2 separate regions of the Oryctolagus cuniculus genome follow, and region 2 is linked to region 1. The links are chromatin contacts, called in public Hi-C maps. All regions are on one chromosome and are shown on one strand. The core of a region is the stretch at or near the end of the contact, and the rest is flanking DNA. Distances in the headings are between cores, read along the strand shown. Region 1 holds the start of AKNA (AT-hook transcription factor). Region 2 holds the start of TMEM268 (transmembrane protein 268).

What was found. A called contact is a pair of places that touch in the nucleus more often than the background predicts.
Region 2: a Hi-C map of an unstated tissue shows a contact between it and region 1, with 1.8 times the contacts expected there. The contact joins the promoter of TMEM268 here to the promoter of AKNA in region 1.

What each region holds. Positions count from the first base shown.
Region 1 is chr1:217,898,540-217,903,555 of mOryCun1.1, forward strand. It overlaps AKNA (AT-hook transcription factor), which reads right to left and starts at 2,853. Exons shown (of 22, transcript XM_008273396.4): 1 at 2,755-2,853.
Region 2 is chr1:218,067,183-218,071,911 of mOryCun1.1, forward strand. It overlaps TMEM268 (transmembrane protein 268), which reads left to right and starts at 1,933. Exons shown (of 10, transcript XM_051842662.2): 1 at 1,933-2,103. ATP6V1G1 (ATPase H+ transporting V1 subunit G1) reads left to right here. Exons shown (of 3, transcript XM_002720414.5): 3 at 1-67.

The sequences.
Region 1 (5,016 bases), core at 1,603-4,102:
TTTATCTGCACCCCCAGGACCCTGAGGAGACAGAGCGCTCTATTCTGGCGGAGATCTGGGCTCCTGGGGCGGCAGGGGAGCAGCCCTGGGAGCAGGAAGTTTCCCTCGGCAGGCAACCGAGCGGAGTCTGGCTGACACTGCCAAGGGAGAGGGGGTCGGGGTCCTGAGCAGTCAGGGCTTTGGGGCAGCAAGGCACGGCTGCACTGCCCGCAGACCCCTTGCCCGGCCTCTCTCCTGTCCTCACCCACAGACTGGGGACAGCACTCCACCGAGGGGTGTGTGTACGAGGCAACAGGCTAACCCACTCTGTCTACACAGCACACTGGACACGCTCAGAAAACAACCACATCGCCTCTCCCTCTCCCTAGTCATCTGGCCCGACTCCGCCTTCACCCCCTGGGGCAGCTGTGGCATCGGTCTCCCCAGAGCACCATGCTGGCCTGGCCTCTGCCCCTCGAGAGGCCGGGGGTGGCTCCCATCACTGTGGGTGAAAGGTCAGATGTCTTGGCCTGGAATATTTGGGCTCCTGCCCCTGTTCCCGAGTCAGAGGGCTGCTGTGCACAACTCATATCATGGGTTAGGACCCCCAGCCCCAAAAAGCTTCTCTCCCCAATCCCACAGCGTAGGGGAGCTGCAGGGTGCAGGCTGGGACCTTGCTCCCTGCACTGTCAGGAACCCCCACTCTTAGGCCCCATGCAGAAGCAAGGCTGGCCCTCCACCCCACAACGCCGTCTCTCTCTCTTAGTACCCTGACGTGGGTATAGTCAGCCCTGGTGCCAGCACACCACTACATAGCCCAAAAGCAAAGACCAGCTCACTCAGGGCGGCGCTGTGTGCCTTTGGCCAAGTGACTTGACCTCTCTGAATCTCATTGCTCTCCTCTGTAAAATGGGTGGAGAGACACCCACCTCAACATCCTGAAACAAGGATGATCAACCGCGACGTGTTGAGGACCTACTGTGTGCAGGGCTCTGTACTGGGCACTAGAGAGCGACAGTCATGACAAAACAGGTGCTCCTGCCCTTTCAGACCTCACTCCCTGGCGCGCACGCCCTGGTGTAGCGGCTGGAACACAGCACTCGACAAATCCTAGCTGCTGGGTTAACAGCATCACTGCTGTCATTCCCTCGTTGTCTGGGCTTCAATTCCCTCATCGCCAAACTTGGCACGTGGCCGGGGCAAAAGCCTCCTAGGACGCTACCTCCCCTGTGCCCTAAAGTAGTGCTACTTCTGCACCCATTTTATGGAGGAGAAAACTGAAGTTCTCAGCATGGGAGCCGGGCCGGGAATTTGAGTCCGGGTCTTCTCACTCCAGGTCGCCACTAGTTCCCATGTACCAGGACTGAAGAATCCCGAAAAGGAACCTGGCATCTGCTGGGCCCTTCGGACTCTCCCGCTGGCCTGCGGGGTAGGCGGGAATGTCCACGTGGTGCACTGGTTTCCACAACACCCTCTCAGCCCTGCAGGCGCTGGAATCCCCAGCCCTGGCAGAATCTGCCTGGACGGTGGGAGCTGATGAAATCCCCTCGCAAGAACAGCCCCAGTCACGTGTCTCAAATGCAAACCGGCTGGCCCCACGCAGGCGTCTTCTTCCTCCTGCAGGGCGGCTGGCTGCTGTCTCTCGGAACAGACCCAAAGAGACTGTCCCTAAAACATCAGACCCGCCCCCCTCCACCCCCAACCAGGTGGGCAGCTATTCTGCCCTCTTAACAAAACAGCCAAAAAGGAAAACCCACCCACTCCAGAGGGCGTGCCCGAAAACGCTCCTGGGAAGTCCCTCTACATATCTAACCCCTACCCTGCCTGCTTCGGCCTCAGCCCACTTCTAGTGCACGGGATGGAGACGCCGCCTCTTTCCACTGTCTCAGCTCCGACTTAACTCGGGGTTGTGACCGGCAGCTTTCCGACCTTGCCACTTGCAAGCAGAGTTTTCAACACAGGTAAGCATCCCCTCCCACCTGTCATTCCTTCCAACGAGAACCCAGGCAGGGGGACACTGGGAGAGTCTGGCCGGGCGCGCGCCAAGCCCGTGCCCCTGCTGTGCGCGCTCGGGCCAGGCGCGCCCCTCTCTGGGCCTCACCTCCACGAGCGCGCCGACAGGGGACCGGCCTCACTCTGCCGCCCGTCCCAGTCCCCACCCTTGCCGGGGCTGCCCAACCCCCGCTGGCCCCTGCTCTCCCTCCCTCCCCCTGCCAAAAAGAGGAAAAGAAACTTGCGTTAGGCGTCCGCGGGAGGGCTGCGCGGGTCGTTGCCGGGCGAGCGAACCGCACACAAATCCCAGAGCCCAGAAGCCCCACCTCCCCAGTCACCACAGCAACCCGAGCCCCGCCTCCAGCCCAAACACAGCGCGAGGCCCCGCCAAGGACCACTCCCGGGCTCCCCAGGGACCCCCTCCCCTGCCTGCGACCAGCCTCGGCCGGAGAGACGCGAACAGGCCGACGCCCCCATTGTGCGGAGGTGGAGACTGAGGCCCGAGGGTGGAGGCCGCAGGACGCCGCGGCCAGCGGGGTTTGGACTCCAGCCCAGACCGCCGGTTCTGGGCTCCCTCCCATTCCGGGACGGCCATCCGTCCTCTTTCCCCCGTGCGCGTGGGGTTTCCACGTGGGGGAAGACCGAAAGCAGCGCCGCTCCTGGGGAGCCGAGCCCTCCGGCGCCGTCCACTCTCCCTCCCCATTCTCCCGGCGGAAAAACTGAGACCCAGCGAGGGGTCGGGGCCCGCCCAGGACCCACCGCGAGCCCCTCCCCGCGTCTCACCTGCCGGCGGCCGCCCTGCTCGCGGGTGGTTTCCTGGAGTTGAGCGGCAAACAAAGGCCTCCAATCCGGGCGCGGGGCGGGGCGGCGGCCTCTTTGCATAATCCCCGAGACCCGCCCGCGGCGGCAGGGGGCGGGCCCTGGAGGCGCGGCCTCGGGAGGCCTCACCAATCGCAGAGAGGGGGCGGGCCGCAGAGAGGGCTGTGACGCAGGGGAGCGCGCTGGTGGACTCCCGGGCCCCAGCCTGCGCTTCTCAAGCCTGCGGAGCCGCACCGCGTGGATCTGTGGCCCGGGGCGGGTTGGGGGGTGGGGGATGTGACACGAGATTGCATGGAGCCGCGGTGAGGCAGAAGCCACGCACTGTGGGGAGGACACGGGCCGCTGAGTAGGAGCAATAGTAAAGTTTTCTTGAGCACTGGGCCCTGTTGTGAGCGCCTCCCGCTCACCAAGGTCCTCCTTAGTGCCTGGGGCACACAGTTTGGCTAAGCTTTAGGATAATCTACAAGTTAGGTGAATATTATGCTCCCCATTTAAAGATGGGCAAACTGAGGCTGAGAAGTTGAAGGACTCGCCCAAGGTCACAGAGGCAGGGCACTGAAGGGGAAGATTGTGACTGAGGTGTGCAGTCTGGGTCGTGCATTGTTCTCCACATCTCTCCCCCTCTGGGCCAGCTCCTCCTCCCCCCACTCTCTCCCAGGCAGAGAGGGCTCAGGGCCTCTCAGTGCTTGTCAGGGCAGGCCCATACCCCAGGAGCCGCAAGCCCCTTCTTTCCCCGCCTTCTTCTTCATCAGCCTTCCGGTCCCTGGAATGTGGAGCAGGAGGGGCCCAGGAGGGTTTCTCATTGTCAGGGAAGTGATTGTGTCCCTGGAACTGAGCAGCCCGGCAGTCCTGGGGGACTTGAACAGGGGGAAACTGAGGCTTGGTGAGGTGTGTCACCTGCCCCAGGGGTTCTCCAGCAAGGGAGGCCTCCGTGTCCGCCTATGTGCAGTGAGGTGGCCCTCTGCCTGCACTCACCATAGCGGGTCCCTTCCAGGGTGTGCAGGATCCTGGGGCTTCCAGTTCTAGAAAGAGCAGGCCCCAGGTCCTTGCTGGCTGGTGACTTGGGTGAGCCACTTGACTTCCCAAGGTACATACAGAAGAATTTGGGGGGACAGGCGTTGGGGTGCACTGGACAAGCCACTGCTAGGGAGCCCACGTCCCATATCAGAGTGCCTGGGTTTGTGTCCCGCCTCTGCCTTGGATCCAGCTCCCTACCAAGGCACCTAGGAGGCAGCAGCTGATGGCCCCAGTGCTTGGGGCCCTGCCTTCCCCGTGGGAGATGGATGGAGGTCCAGGCTGCTGGCTTTGGCCTGGCTCAGCCCTGGCTGTTGCAGACATGTAGGGAGTGACCCAGTGGATGGAGCATCACCTGCCACCATCCTCTGCCTCTGCCACCACTTCTCCCTCTCTGTTGCTCTTTCAAGTAAATAAACAAACAAACAAAAAAGCAACATCCCACTGGGGAAGGGGATCCTTCCCTACCCAATGGCCACAGCCCCAGAGTCAGGCCCAGGCATTGGCGGCGGCAGCATTTGAAGACACTCATGCTTATCCTGCTCTTCCGGGATGCAAATGTGGGGCCGTGGGGAGCAGCTAGTGGTGGCTGGACCGAGTGGGCAGGTGCAAGGACGGTGGCCACCTGTCCCTGCGGTCACAATGCTTGTAGGAGGTGAGTGGCGGCGGGTAGAAAGCTCCCTGCTCAGAACAGACGCACGAGGACTGGGGCCTGGAAAAAGTGTGCCGTACTCACACCAGAGGCCTCCGGCAGTCAGCATCACCCTGACCACAGTCGCCTCCCCAGGGCCCCCCCCCCCCCCCGACCTGCAGCTGCGGCCCCAGACAGCGGGGCAGCCTCCGTGAGGGGGTCTCTCCCTGCTCTGCTCCCCCACGCCCTTGCTGGTCTCCCCTGGGGTGCAGCACCTGCACACAAGCCCCTTTCTCACAGCCAGCTCCAGGGAGCCACCCCTGAGTTGGCCACCATTCCTGCGCATGTGCACTCTGCACTGTGTGTCTCAGTCCCAGAAGATGACCTGCAAATACTCAAGCTCAGCATGCAAAGCTTCGAGGAAAATGCCCCAAGACACGGCTGTGGCTCAAGCGCTCTTGCACGCCCCAATGCCTGTTCCAGCCTGACTGTGCTGGGTGGGGGGCAGAGGCAGAGGTGGGCGAGGGGTGATGCGCGAGGTGCAGCCCTCTCTCCTGCCCACTGCTCTCCGCATGGAGCCA
Region 2 (4,729 bases), core at 683-3,182, 170 kb after region 1:
GCATGTTATTACTTGGTGTACTGATAATTTAAAAGTAAAGACTTTGTCATGTGTTCTATCTCTCACACTTCTCTGGTTCATCCTGTATGATAATGCAAAATGCACTTTGGCCTACAGAATTCTTCAGATTCTGCAGAATTCCACTTAGGAAATTAGCTCACATATCACATTTGCATTCATAGTTAGAAATTGTTCAAGATGTACAGATTTAGCAAGAAGCAAAATGCTTGTAATTTTACCTAAAAATTGGTTTACAAAACAAGAAGTAGTGTCAGCTCGCTGCTGCTTCTTGATACCGGCCTGCCCTGGCAGTTTATCAGCCTGTGTCCTCCTGGTGGGCTAAAGGACGTGACTGAAGCTCTTAGTGACTTCACACTCCTACTTATAAGAGTTAAATGTCTTTCTGTTAGCTGCAAGTCTTTTGTTGGTTTGAAACTAATTTCTGGTAGAAATGGTTGAAAGAGCATGGGATTTCCTTACCAATACAGCTAGAAAGACTTTAAAAATATATTTGAAAGATAGACTTTTTTTTTTTTTTTTTTTTTTTTTTGACAGGCAGAGTGGACAGTGAGAGAGAGAGAGAGACAGAGAGAAAGGTCTTCCTTTGCCGTTGGTTCACCCTCCAATGGCCGCCGTGGCCTGCGCGCTGCAGCCAGCGCACCGCGCTGATCCGATGGCAGGAGCCAGGTACTTATCCTGGTCTCCCATGGGGTGCAGGGCCCAAGGACTTGGGCCATCCTCCACTGCACTGCACTCCCTGGCCACAGCAGAGAGCTGGCCTGGAAGAGGGGCAACCGGGACAGAATCCGGCGCCCCATCCGGGACTAGAACCCGGTGTGCTGGCGCCGCAAGGCGGAGGATTAGCCTGTTGAGCCGCGGCACCGGCTTGAAAGATAAGACTTTTAAAAATATATTTGAAAGAGAGAGCAAGATCTTCCATCCACTGGTTTACTCCCCAGATAGCCACACGACCAGGGCAAGGCCAGGCAGGTCTCCCACGAGTGTGTCAGCAGCCCAAACACTTGGGCCATCTGCTGCTGCTTTTCCCAGGCCACCAGCAGTTTCTGGATCAGAAGTGGAGCAGCAGGGACACAAATGGGCGCCTGTATGGGATGTTGGTATTGCAGGCAGCAGCTTCATCCACTGTACCACAGCGCTGGCCCCCATGTCTGTTTTGTAGTAGAAGAACTCAGAAAGTTTTCTTATGCAAGCTGTTTGACTTTACTGTTAAAACACCCACGCCTGACTCCCTGAAACTGCTCGTCAGGGTCAGTGGTGGTGTCCACACTGAGAAACCCAGCCTTCTACCATTTGACGTTTAGGATTATTTCATGGGCTTGGCCACTCTTCTTCCCCTGAAACATTTTATTAATTTTTTTGAAAGATTGATCTGTTTGAAAGGCAAAGTTACAGAGAGGGAGAGACAGAGTGATCTTCCATCCACTGGCTTACTCAGATGGCTGCAAGGGCCTGGGACTGGGCCAGGCCGGAGCCAGGAGCCAGGAGCTTCATCTGGGTCTCCCACGTGGGTGTAGGGGCCCAAGCACTTGGGCTACTTTCTGCCCTTTCCCGGGTGCATTAGCGGGGAGCTGGGTTGGAAGTGGAGCTGCTGGGACTTGAAGTGGCACGCTTATGGGATGCTGGTGCCACAGGCAGTGGCTTTACTTGCTGTGCCACAGCGCTGGCCCTGAAACACTCTTAGTTTCCTTCTGTTATCCAGTGGTGAGCTACCTTGCTTCTCAGTCTCTTCCCAGTGCCTTCTCCTGTTTTCCCAAGGTTTTGTTCTTGGCCTTCTGTACATATTTCCTGATGAAACCACTCTCATTTCCTGGCATTGTCGTCTGTATTGAAGATACTTGTATCTCAAACTCCTGTCAAATTGCTTATTTGATGTTTTGACATGAATGTTTAGTAAATACCTCCATCTTAACATCCTGCGCTTACTGCAGCTTAACTCTTGGTGTGACTGCTAACTGTAGCAACTCCTTACCTGCTGCCCCTGCCAATACAGGTTTCCTAAACTGGAGAGACAGGAGGCAACACTTAGACTCACTGACCCAAGATTTTTAACCTGGTTGCCACCGATATTTTCATCCTGGATTGGTAAGGCTTTGCTTATTTTATGACTGGTTGAACCAAGCAGCCCTGTGTTGCTAGTCACAGAAGCCGAGGGGAGTATTTAGAAAAGGGATGTGACCAGTGGTCAGTCGACAGAACAAGACATCTGAAAAGTAAAGGGCTTGGTGACCTGGGAGAGGAACCTAGTATAAAGTGTGTAGAGAGAGTTGGTTTGAGGGAGGGATGCAGTAGTGGCTGGTGGGGGGAGTTGGCTTGAGGGAAGTGGTACGTATTTTTGGGTCCCCACACCATCCCCAGATGGGAACTATTTGCACAGCAATAACAGAAGGATTAAAAATAAAGCACAGGGGCTGCTGGTGTGGCATGGAGGGTTCAGCACCTGCTGAAACGCATCCCACATAGGAGTGCCGGTTAGAGTCCTGGCCGCTGTGCCTCAGCGCCCCGCTCGTGGGAAAGCAGCAGAGGATGGCCCGAGTGGGTGGACCTCTGCCCCCCTGTGGGAGACCCAGATGGAGTTGCCGGTTCCTGGCTTCAGCCTGGCCCAGCCCTGCTGTTGAGGCCATTTGGGGAGTGAACCAGTGGATGGAAGATCCCTGCCACTCTCCCTTCCAGATTGATACATCTGTTTCTTAGAGGGAAGCACTGCATGTAGTACTGGAACGATCTAGGTGCTCAGCAAGGGTTTCTTAATTTTTTGAAATCAGCCATAATTTTCTCGCTCTACTCATTATTAAAAGTGTAATAATAGCAGTAGTGGTGAGGCTAGGGCAGGCTCTGCGATCCCAGTGGCTTAATAAAACAAAATTTTATTTCTAGTGCCTGCTGCAGTTTGGGTGACTTCAGGACAGCCTTCACAGTGATTCAGTTTACTTCCACTCCCGTCCCACCATCTCTGCTGCTGGTTTCCTCAGGTGCAGGGATGGGAAGGCAAAGCTGGCAAACATGCTTCAGTGCTGAAAGACACAGGACACTTGCTCTCAGCTGCTTAATCAGCGGAGGTCATGTGACCCAATCTAACCAGGAGGGAGCCGAGAAATAAAGAGGAAGCCCATGGATGTTCCATGAGCAAAAAATGTTTGCTGTAGTTGTCAAGTGTAGGTGTCTCTGGGCTGGCGATTGGTCTAAGAGCTGCCTTTATCATAACTAATCCTCGTAGCAACTAGGCAACTATGAGCTGCTAGGCAGAGAGGTTAGGGAACCAGCCCACTATGTTCTGAGCACTTCATATAACAACCCTGCAGGTTAGGCATTGGCTTTCCATTTCCACGGAGAAGAGATGCGGCCCAGAGGCTTAGAGAATGTTCGAGGTGTGGAGGAAGGAAGTGATGGACGTGAAGTCCACTCAGCTCAGAGGCCGCAAAGCAAAAGCCTGGCTGTGCTCTCAGGTGTTTTCAGAATGCTTTGGGGAGCAGGGTACTCGCCTCCTTCAGCCCAGTAAAGCTCTGGCCCCACCATTCCACCAGGAAGACTGATGGCACCAGGGGTAGGGAAGCCGGTCAGGGTTGTGTGTGTTCTGGGCCCCTCATTTCTACCTCTACCTGTTCAGGGACAGTCCGGCAGATAGGAGCGTTTTCTCCTGTCAGCTGATGTCACAGGACTGGTGGCTGTGAAATGACTGCAGCAGTTTCCACACACAGCAAGCAGCTGTGCCCCCAGCCCCCACTTCCCTTGCAAATAGGTCAGTTTTAAGCAGCATGCTAGGCGCGTGCTTTATGGGAAGCTTGGCCAGTGGTTCGAGGAGAGGAAGCTGCCGGATCGTGTCAACATCTGCTTCCTCCGGCTTTTAGAAGACTTCAGATGACAACGACTGGCTCCTGGGTCAAGTGTGAATTTAAGGCCATAGCTCCCTGTGGGGGGTGGCGGGTGGGGTGGGGAGGCTTTGAGAGTCAGGGAGCAGATCGCCCCGGCCCCTTTCTACTTGAAAATAACTAAAGGCAGAGTGGCAGCGTCCTAGAACCGTTGGTAGCTGCTGGAGGTGAGCTCAGGGGAGGCTGCTAGGCTAGTGGTTGAGACAGGACTGGGCTGTCTGCCACTGCCTCCCGTGTTTTTAAAGCAGGAAAGCTCTAGTTAAAGCCTGGTTACCTTCAATCGCCCTCCCCTCCTCGCCCCAGCTGGAGGTGAGCCCCCCCAACCCTGCCCGTTTTCTATCCTGGCAGCACTTGTCCAGTCTTCAGTGTAGAAAGGGATCCCTGATGGCCTAGGAGGGCTGCTGGCCTTCCTGTCAGGAATTCAGAGGGTTTGTTTTCGTCTGATGTGCCCCAGTTTCCTGACAAACAGCACACGATCTGTCTTACTCCCAGCGCACCTTCTGACAAGGACAGCTGCGTGTTCAGTCCCAAGCTCCCACGCGCTGTCAGCCCGTGTCTTGTATCTAACAGTGGAGCTTGTCACTTGGCCCGGGGACTTCAGCAGTTGAAACAAGTGTCATGGAGCTACCAGCAATAAACATTCTGTCAGGCACATTTTTGCAAATACTTTAAAAAATAGCTTACCAGGGGGCTGGCGTGGGTCTAGGGAGTAACGCCACCACTATGGCACCGGCAACTTTAGTGCAAGTTGTTCAGGCTCTGGTCATGTTTCAACAGTGCATTTCTAAAGTTTAGGAAGACAGTGAATCTGTAAGTGGCAGCTCCAAAAAAACTAGATCTCA